2 separate regions of the Sus scrofa genome follow, and region 1 is linked to region 2. A link is a contact called in public Hi-C data. All regions are on one chromosome and are shown on one strand. The core of a region is the stretch at or near the end of the contact, and the rest is flanking DNA. Distances in the headings are between cores, read along the strand shown.

What was found. Hi-C and Micro-C count contacts between places; a contact is called where the count stands out from the background.
Region 1: a Hi-C map of fetal liver shows a contact between it and region 2, with 2.8 times the contacts expected there. The contact joins two enhancer-like sites. A contact is called at or near these places in 24 of 47 Hi-C or Micro-C datasets (adipose tissue, alveolar macrophages, brain and 15 more) and 1 of 2 datasets of contacts at active chromatin or transcription factors (skeletal muscle).

What each region holds. Positions count from the first base shown.
Region 1 is chr14:14,923,322-14,927,397 of Sscrofa11.1, reverse strand. The region is part of intron 1 of GATA4 (GATA binding protein 4); the gene reads right to left. Among named protein-coding and RNA genes, the nearest start is that of NEIL2, 20 kb to the left of the region's middle. Within about 2 kb of position 1,312, at least 7 of the 83 cell types and tissues checked have an H3K27ac peak or open chromatin away from gene starts, as enhancers often do. A contact at or near this core is called in fetal liver, where this site is marked.
Region 2 is chr14:14,750,524-14,754,368 of Sscrofa11.1, reverse strand. No RefSeq gene overlaps it. Among named protein-coding and RNA genes, the nearest start is that of TRNAD-GUC, 45 kb to the right of the region's middle. Within about 2 kb of position 2,383, at least 5 of the 83 cell types and tissues checked have an H3K27ac peak or open chromatin away from gene starts, as enhancers often do. A contact at or near this core is called in fetal liver, where this site is marked.

The sequences.
Region 1 (4,076 bases), core at 63-2,562, 170 kb before region 2:
GAAATCAGATTGTTATGATCATTATACAACTACAGATGTGATAAATTCATTTGAGTAATTAAAAAATAAAAAATTTAAACAAAGATAACGGACACAGAAGAGCAAAAAAAAAAACAAAATTGAGGTTCTGTGGCCCCTTCAACAGAAATACAATCAATATTTACTTTGGGAAAAAATTTTAAATGCTGAAATGTGTAAAAAAATTTACAGAAATCATGCATAATCCTGTAACTCAAAGATCACCATATTATTAACATTTTGTTCTGTTACATCCTTTGCAATACTTTATATATTGACATATTTTTGCCTACTTGAGGTCAAGCGGTATCATTTTGAGCCTGTTTTTTCACTTCATACCAAATCATTTTCCCATGTTAGAAATTCTTCATAAATTCATTTTAGTGCAGTATATTATCCCATCATACAAATGTGCCCTCCTTTAACTATTATCATTAACTTTTACTTAATTGTTACCCAATTTCTGACTTTCATTTTGTAAATACTTCTCATCTTGTACACTCTTCTTAGCATTCCTTAGGATGCTTCTCTAGATATAGAACCACTAAGCCAAAGGGACTATGTTTTCTGAAAGTTCTTAAAATTTTCAAACTTTTCTGCAAAAAAAAGGCTGTACCTCTTTTTTTCTCATTTCAACACATCTGTATGGTACACTGTCATAGTCTGACATTTTTTCTTGCTTACTGGAACAGGAAATAAAGGTGCATATTATAAGCAACAAAGCCCGTCCAAGGGAACACGGCCCTTTTTGCACACTCTCACTTAACAACTGACAAATTTCAGCCATCTTGCTGAGACAGGCTGGGCCTATTTTTCTCATTGCCCATGATCTATGTAAAGTCCAGTTTAGGACTTTCAGAAGTCTCTCTGACTTCATGTATAGTGCTTCCTATTTTGAAAATTTACTGTCATTTCTAAATTTTCTGTCCCTAAATACAGCCACACTGGCGTCCAAATGGTTCCTGCCCTACTATCAGAGGCAAGAGTGGATTTTCCTCTACTTGAGGGGGAGATTTGGTGGGGGAGGGTACAAGCTCTCCCTCCCTCAGGACCTAGCCCCCTTGCCCTGGGGTTTAAAGTCAAACATTCTGCTAGGTCTATGGCCCCACTGCCTGCTCTAAGGGAGCGTGGGCTGGAGAAGAGGATGGTGGGGGACCCTCCCCTCAACTCTGGGTACACAAACAGTCATTTGCACCTGCAAACAAGTAGCTGTGAGTCAACAGTGTGCAGGTGTGAGGGGCTGTTTGCTCAGGCTGGGGAGCTGAGCACACACCGGTCACAAGAGAGGCTATTTTTGCACCTGGGTCACATTGAGAACCCTCCAGCAAGGTCACCTGCCTTCAGAGCCGCACATGACATGCCAACTCCTGTTCTCAGCTTGCTTCCCCAAGCCTGGAGGCAACAACCTGGACGCCTCCACCAATAGCCATTCCCACCTCTGCCAACGCCTCCACCACACCCTCACCTGGGATATTGCTCCACTCCAGCTCCCTTGGCCCAGGGCTTCCGGTGGGGAATGAGGAGGTGAGAGGACTGGACAGGCCAGGGGAGGTCAAAAGAGGACCTCCAACCAAGGAGGGGCGCTGGCAATGTTGTTGTGTGCTTGCAATCAACACTAGATGGCACTACAGCCTCAAAACTGATACTGGCATTCCTGCCTAAATCATGACGGAGGGCTTTTTAGATCACCTCTCCAGTCCAAATGGGGCACAACCCAATTATTCTATTTCTTTTTAATCATGGAAAATTTTAAGGATATTCAAGAATGGCCAGAATAGGAAAATGAACTCTTATTTAATCATCACTCAATTTCCAACAATTTGTGACCAATCATATCTACCTTGCCCCACTTGCCCCCATCCTGGGTTTTTTTTTAAAGAAAATCTCAGATATTCCGTCGTTTCATTCGTACATATTTCAGTACGTGCCTCTCACAGATAAAGATTCACACTCTTTTCCTTTCAAAGATAAGCAAACCAGCTTCTTTTCAGTTCATCTAAAGAAGGCTGCACAAACAAAGTTCTCTCAACTCATTCCTCTTTTTTAGAGGGGAGGGTCCCTTTCCCCCCAACACTCATTGTTTTACATGGGGGGGACTGAACCTCATTCCAGGAGCCCTCCTAGCAGTCCTGGTCTCCCTACTGGATCCTGACCTCATGCTGCCTTGAGAATCTAACAAGGAAACTTGCCTTAAAAACTCCTTCTCATTTGCAACACAGGCCGGGTTACACACAGTCAACCAACTATTTTACAGACCGAGGGAAAGGCACTGGAGGTCAGCACGTATGTCTTTGTCACCAACAAATATTTACTTGAGCATCTGCTATATAAGCATTCCAGTAGATGTTACAGGAGCTAAGAGGAAACCTTACTCTTAGAATGCTGGTGATCTGTTAATCAAATTGGGTATTCAGGTGGCAGAGACCTCGTTTAGGGTAGTAAGTGCAGAAGTCCGACCTGCATCGAAGAATCAGGTGTTACAACAGCAACCAAAAGAAGGATGGAAGGTCAAGGCCGTGCTTCCTAAAAGCCCCCATCAGACATGCCACGTCTCCCCATAACTCACCACACCTCCAAATGGGCAGAGTTTCAATATTTTCTACCAGAGTCTTGTCATCCAACCCACTCAATGAAACATGACGCAATTGTAAATGATTATGAGAAAGACACCATTAACAAGAAAGAAAAAATGTTTACATCTCAAGTTAAATGAAAAATGCAGCACACAAAACACTGTGAGGACATCTGAGACCGCCAGAAAGGAACTTCTAATAGGCTAATCAATTGTGTGGACTTTTCTTTTTAAAAACACCACGCTGGAGTTCCTGTCGTGGCGCAGTGGTTAACGAATCCGACTAGGAACCATGAGGTTGCGGGTTCGGTCCCTGTCCTTGCTCAGTGGGTTAATGATCCGGCGTTGCCGTGAGCTGTGGTGTAGGTTGCAGACGTGGCTCGGATCCAGCGTTGCTGTGCCTTGGTGTAGGCCAGTAGCTACAGCTCCGATTTGACCCCTAGCCTGGGAACCTCCATATGCCGCGGGAGCGGCCCAAGAAATAGCAAAAAGACAAAAAAATAAATAAATAAATAAAAATAAAAAATAATAAAATAAAAACACCATGCTGTAATGTTATAACTGCTTAGTTTTAAAAATATGATAAAAAAATAAGAACAAAATAAAAACTTTTTTTGATCATCTCAAGTAACTCCCAGGACACTGCGGGGGAAGGAACTGGTTTACCTTCATACATCTGACACATACATATATTTCCCCCCTTGGACTGAAGAAAGGAGAGAATGTTCAGACCCTGTACCTTCAGCACTCTGTCTAGAGGAAGCAGGAGGCGACAGGCTGTGAGCCCCACGCCAGCACTAACATCTGGTGGTGTGAACCTTGGGAACAACCATCTCAATAGAAAGGCACTGGGTGGAACTTCCCGAAGACAAGTGGGCAGCAGCCTGAAGCCAGTTTCTCAGCCTGATGTCTAATGAGGAAGGGCAGAGAAATGGCCTTGATTTGTGAAAGCCCCACCCACCCAATGTGCGGCACCAAGCAGGAATTGGACCAACCACTTAGAAGGCAGTGGGAATCTCTTGGAAGTGGGTCAGTGTTACCCCACATTCAGAGGAAAGACTTGTAATAATAGTTGTAAAGTACTTTGCAAATAAGAGGAAAAACTCACAACAATGGCTGTAAAGTGCTTTGCAAACACCAAATGAGATAACAGTGATGGGTTATTGTTAGTGTTGGAGGGTTGGTAGAGAGTGGGAAAGACCTGGGAGAACCTTGGTGTGGGGATACTGGGGTGGGGGGGTGCTGATAAAAGAGCCAGGAGATTTGGGAGTCTGACCTTTTCTCAGAACTGTAAACTGTGTATCACTCTCAGACTTGGCCCAGGACTTGGGCAGGGAGTGAACTTGAGGCAGGTTAACTGTATAAACTTATGAAGCCTCGGAACTGCTGCACATGAGAAAGAGTAATTCACAATCATTTTAGCAACCAAAGGACAAAATGAACTGTGCCCTTGCCCCTATTTAAAATGTTTTTGTTTTTTTTTGTT
Region 2 (3,845 bases), core at 1,134-3,633:
GTCTCAACCCATTTCTGGAGTGGCTCAAACCATCCTTGCCTAGGCCCTGATTGGCCATGTTGTTTTGACTTCAATATATTACTATCTATGGGATGTGGGCAAAGAGCAAAACAGTGACTTGTCCCCATTCATTCATGTATTGGACAAATATCCACTTGAGCACTTTCTATGTCCCCAACTCTGTGCCAGGGGCTGGGGACATGGTGTGGAAAAGACACTGCCCAGGAGTTCCCGTCGTGGCGCAGTGGTTAACGAATCTGACTAGGAACCATGAGGTTGCGGGTTCGATCCCTGGCCTCACTCAGTGGGTTAAGGATCTGTCATTTCCATGAGCTGTGGTGTAGGTCGCAGATGTGGCTCAGATCCCGCGTTGCTGTGGCTCTGGCGTAGGCTGGTGGCTACAGCTCCGATTCGACCCCTAGCCTGGGAACCTCCATATGCCGCCGGAGTGGCCTAGGAAATGGCAAGAAGACAAAAAAAAAAAAAAAAAAGACACTGCCCAGCTGAACAGAAGGGACAGTCTGGCCAAACCTTTCCTTGTTTTGCTGTATCATTTGCTCACTCACTCAATAAATATCTGTGGATCACCTGGGATTCAGGGGACACTGCATATTTTTCTTAGTCTCTGGTGTGGCATATGGGATGCAGTGGGCCTCCTGTTTAATGCTAGGGGCTATAAATGAGCAAGAAAGAAACAACATAGTGTGTTCCCATTGTGGCTCAGTGGAAACGAACCTGACTAGTATCCATGAGGATGCAGGTTTGCTCCCTGGCTTCCATCAGTGGGTTAAGGATCTGGCGTTGCTGTGGCTGTGGTGTAGGCAGGCAGCTGCAGCTCTGATTTGATTCCTGGCCTGGAAACTTTCATATGCTGCAGGTGTGGCCCTAAAAAGTAAAAAAAAGGAAGGAAGGAAGAAAACACGAGCCAGAGATGATGCCAAAATCTTGCACAATTCTGTGATTAAGTCTCTTCTGCGGGTGCCCTGGTCTGGTTGGTTTTGCATGCAGGCATGCCCCCCCCAGGCACACACATGACACCCTCGCATGCACAGCACCCCCCACTCCCCTTGTCCAGCCTCCAGGATGGAGGACACATATTCTGTTTGCTTCGGGAGGGCATACAGCCCAGCCTGTCCTTGCATGGCCAGGTCCTCATGGTTCACAGGAAAGGCCATTCAGTCCAGAGCGATGAGCAGGAGGCTAATTTTAACAGGAGTCATGGAGTGACCTTGGCACAAAAGGAAAGCCTCCAGCAGAGGCGCCCCCAGATGGTAACCTTGTCCTTGCAGAAGGCATCAGGCTGAGATTAGGGACCCCCGCCCTCCTGCCCTCCCTTCATCACAAGCGATGCTGTCAGCTCACAGGCATGTCCCCTTCACCTCATCCGTCCTTGGTAATCTGCCTTCAGACCCCTTGGGACTGGCTCCCATCAGCCCTGTCAGCCTCTGCTGCCCGCAGGGGCCTGGTGGTCCAGGGCCCAAGCTGATTGGAAATGGGGGCAGATGGGTGGGGGTTGGGTAGGCCAGGCTCCCACACTTACTCCCAGGGGACCTCAGGGAGATGCTGTCCGGCCTACACCCCCCCCCCATGGTGTGTGGGGGAGCTCGTGCATGTACTAACCTACTGCATACATGACCCTGTTTCCTAAGTTTTATGCACATCCTTCCAGCTCATCCTTGGCTTCCCTTTGAGGTGGTACACTTATATCCTTTCTAAAGATGATGAAACTGAGGCTCAGAGAAGTTAAATAATTTGCCAGGGATTCCACAGCCAGTAAGAAGGAGGGCCAAGGGAGAACATAATCACCACCTGGTTCCTCCAAAACCCATCCTTCTGCAACAGGATCAGAAAGTGGCCCAGGAGAGAGGCCACAGGGATCTGGGCCCAGCCAGCCCCAGCAAAGCATCACCTCTCTCGTGCTCCCAGGAGACTCCCGCTGGAGAAGGCTCTGCCCAGAGGGCCACCTGGGTTGCATCCCAGATGCCTGAGCTTGACGGGTGGCCTCACCTCTCATCTGCAAAGGCGACTCGTACCAGAATCTACTTCTGTGGGTTGTTGGGCCAGCTATACACAGTTATGTACCTGAAGCAAGGCGCTGGCAGGTGTCAGGGGTGGGCGGCACGCCCGGCACACTGATGCATATTCCCTCAACGGGCTGTAGTTAAGGCCACTCTGGGAACAGGTTCTCATCTTCCTCATGGCAGGATCACGGCCAAGTGAGGACCTAAGATGTCATCAAGTCCCTGCAGGTGCTAGTCAGACCTTTTTGTGTGCCCACCATTCTGCCCACAGACTTTAGTTCCCCCTGGTACTTTCTAGACACTCCCCAAGGGCTATTTTTAGGGAGTTGGCTGCTGTCAGGCTGAGCTGTTACCCATGAGTCATCAACAGAGTCCTGACCTCCCTCGCAGGGGCTCTGGCTACCTCCCCTCTCTGGGACCACAGTTGACTGTCTCAAGGATGAGACTCCGTCCAGCACAGCAGCTGCATCAGCACCAGATGTTTCTCTTCCTTGCTTCTCCCCCAGCAGGGGCTCCGAAGCCTCCTGTCATCCTCTCTGAGCCGTTTGCTTAACCTTATTAAGAGGGTGGCCCCGCACGGCCAGTCAGCAGCCTCGAGTGGGTGGTATCTGCCCTGCTCCCCACTTTAATCTCAGGGCTGCTTGCTGGGCCCCTCAAGTGCTGGGCGTGGAGCCAGCAGCCTAGGTCCAGTGATGCCATGGCAAGTGTCAGGCTCGGCCCCGCTGTTGCCTCCCCTCGTCCAGGAGGAGGAAGGAAGGTGGCTGTATACTTGAGAGGTTGCTGTGAGGGGCACCCGAGGCCACGCGGAGCAAGGGAAACTCCTTTGTAAACTGTTGAGTGCTGTGCGCTTGGGAGCCCCATTCTCATAAGCACCTGTTTCAAAGGCAGTAGACTCTGTTCCGTGAAATAAAAGCCATTCTGGTTCAGAAACAAGGCTTTCCAGGGAACCAACTCATCAGATGGGGAGAGTTCACAAATAGAAGGATTTCCGTTTTCAGAAAAACCTGGAGTAAACTAATAACAACCCACCAGGAAAGCAGGTGAGTTGGAGTGGGCAGACGAAGCACCAGGTCTGGAGGGCAGGGCCCTGATATGGGGACTCTGTGCAGGTCTGGGTTCTTATCTGAGCCCCCGTTTCCATTTGTGAGAGGGCGAGGGTGGAGGAAGCGTTGGATTGGATGACTGCTTTCCAAAACAATTTTAAAGCCTCTCTCGGTTCAAATAATGCCTAAGAGGCAACTGAACACGTGAACTGGAGGCAAGTGGGCTGCTGTGCTTCAAGTGGGTGGGTGGGCCTTCCCCTCTCGCCCTCTCCCACTGTAAGCCCCCTACTCCTGACAGCCCAGCATAGATGCCCAGGGCTCTGAGGAGCATGGTTTGAAACATCTAGAGCAGATTCTTTTTGGAAGCATAATTCCACCATTTACAGCTGTGTGGCCCTGGACCGGTTACTTACCCTCTCTGTGCCCCAGTTTCTTCATCTGTAAAATGGATCATAGAATCAACCTCTTTCTCTACACCCAGTAAATGTTGATGGATCACGAAGGGTCTCTTCAGCTAAGATTCTAGACCATGGTGCCAAGTTTGGCTATTTCTTTTTCTTTTCTTTTTTTCTTTTTATAGTCACATCGACGGCACATGGAAGTTCCTGGGCTGAGGGTAGAATCGGAGCTGCAGCTGAAGGCCTACACCACAGCCACAGCAACACAGGATCTGAGCCCCATCTGCTACCTACACAATAGCTCATGGCAACGCCAGATCCTTAACCCACTGAGCGAGGCCAGGAATCGAACCTGCAACCTCACAGAGACAACGTTGGGTCCT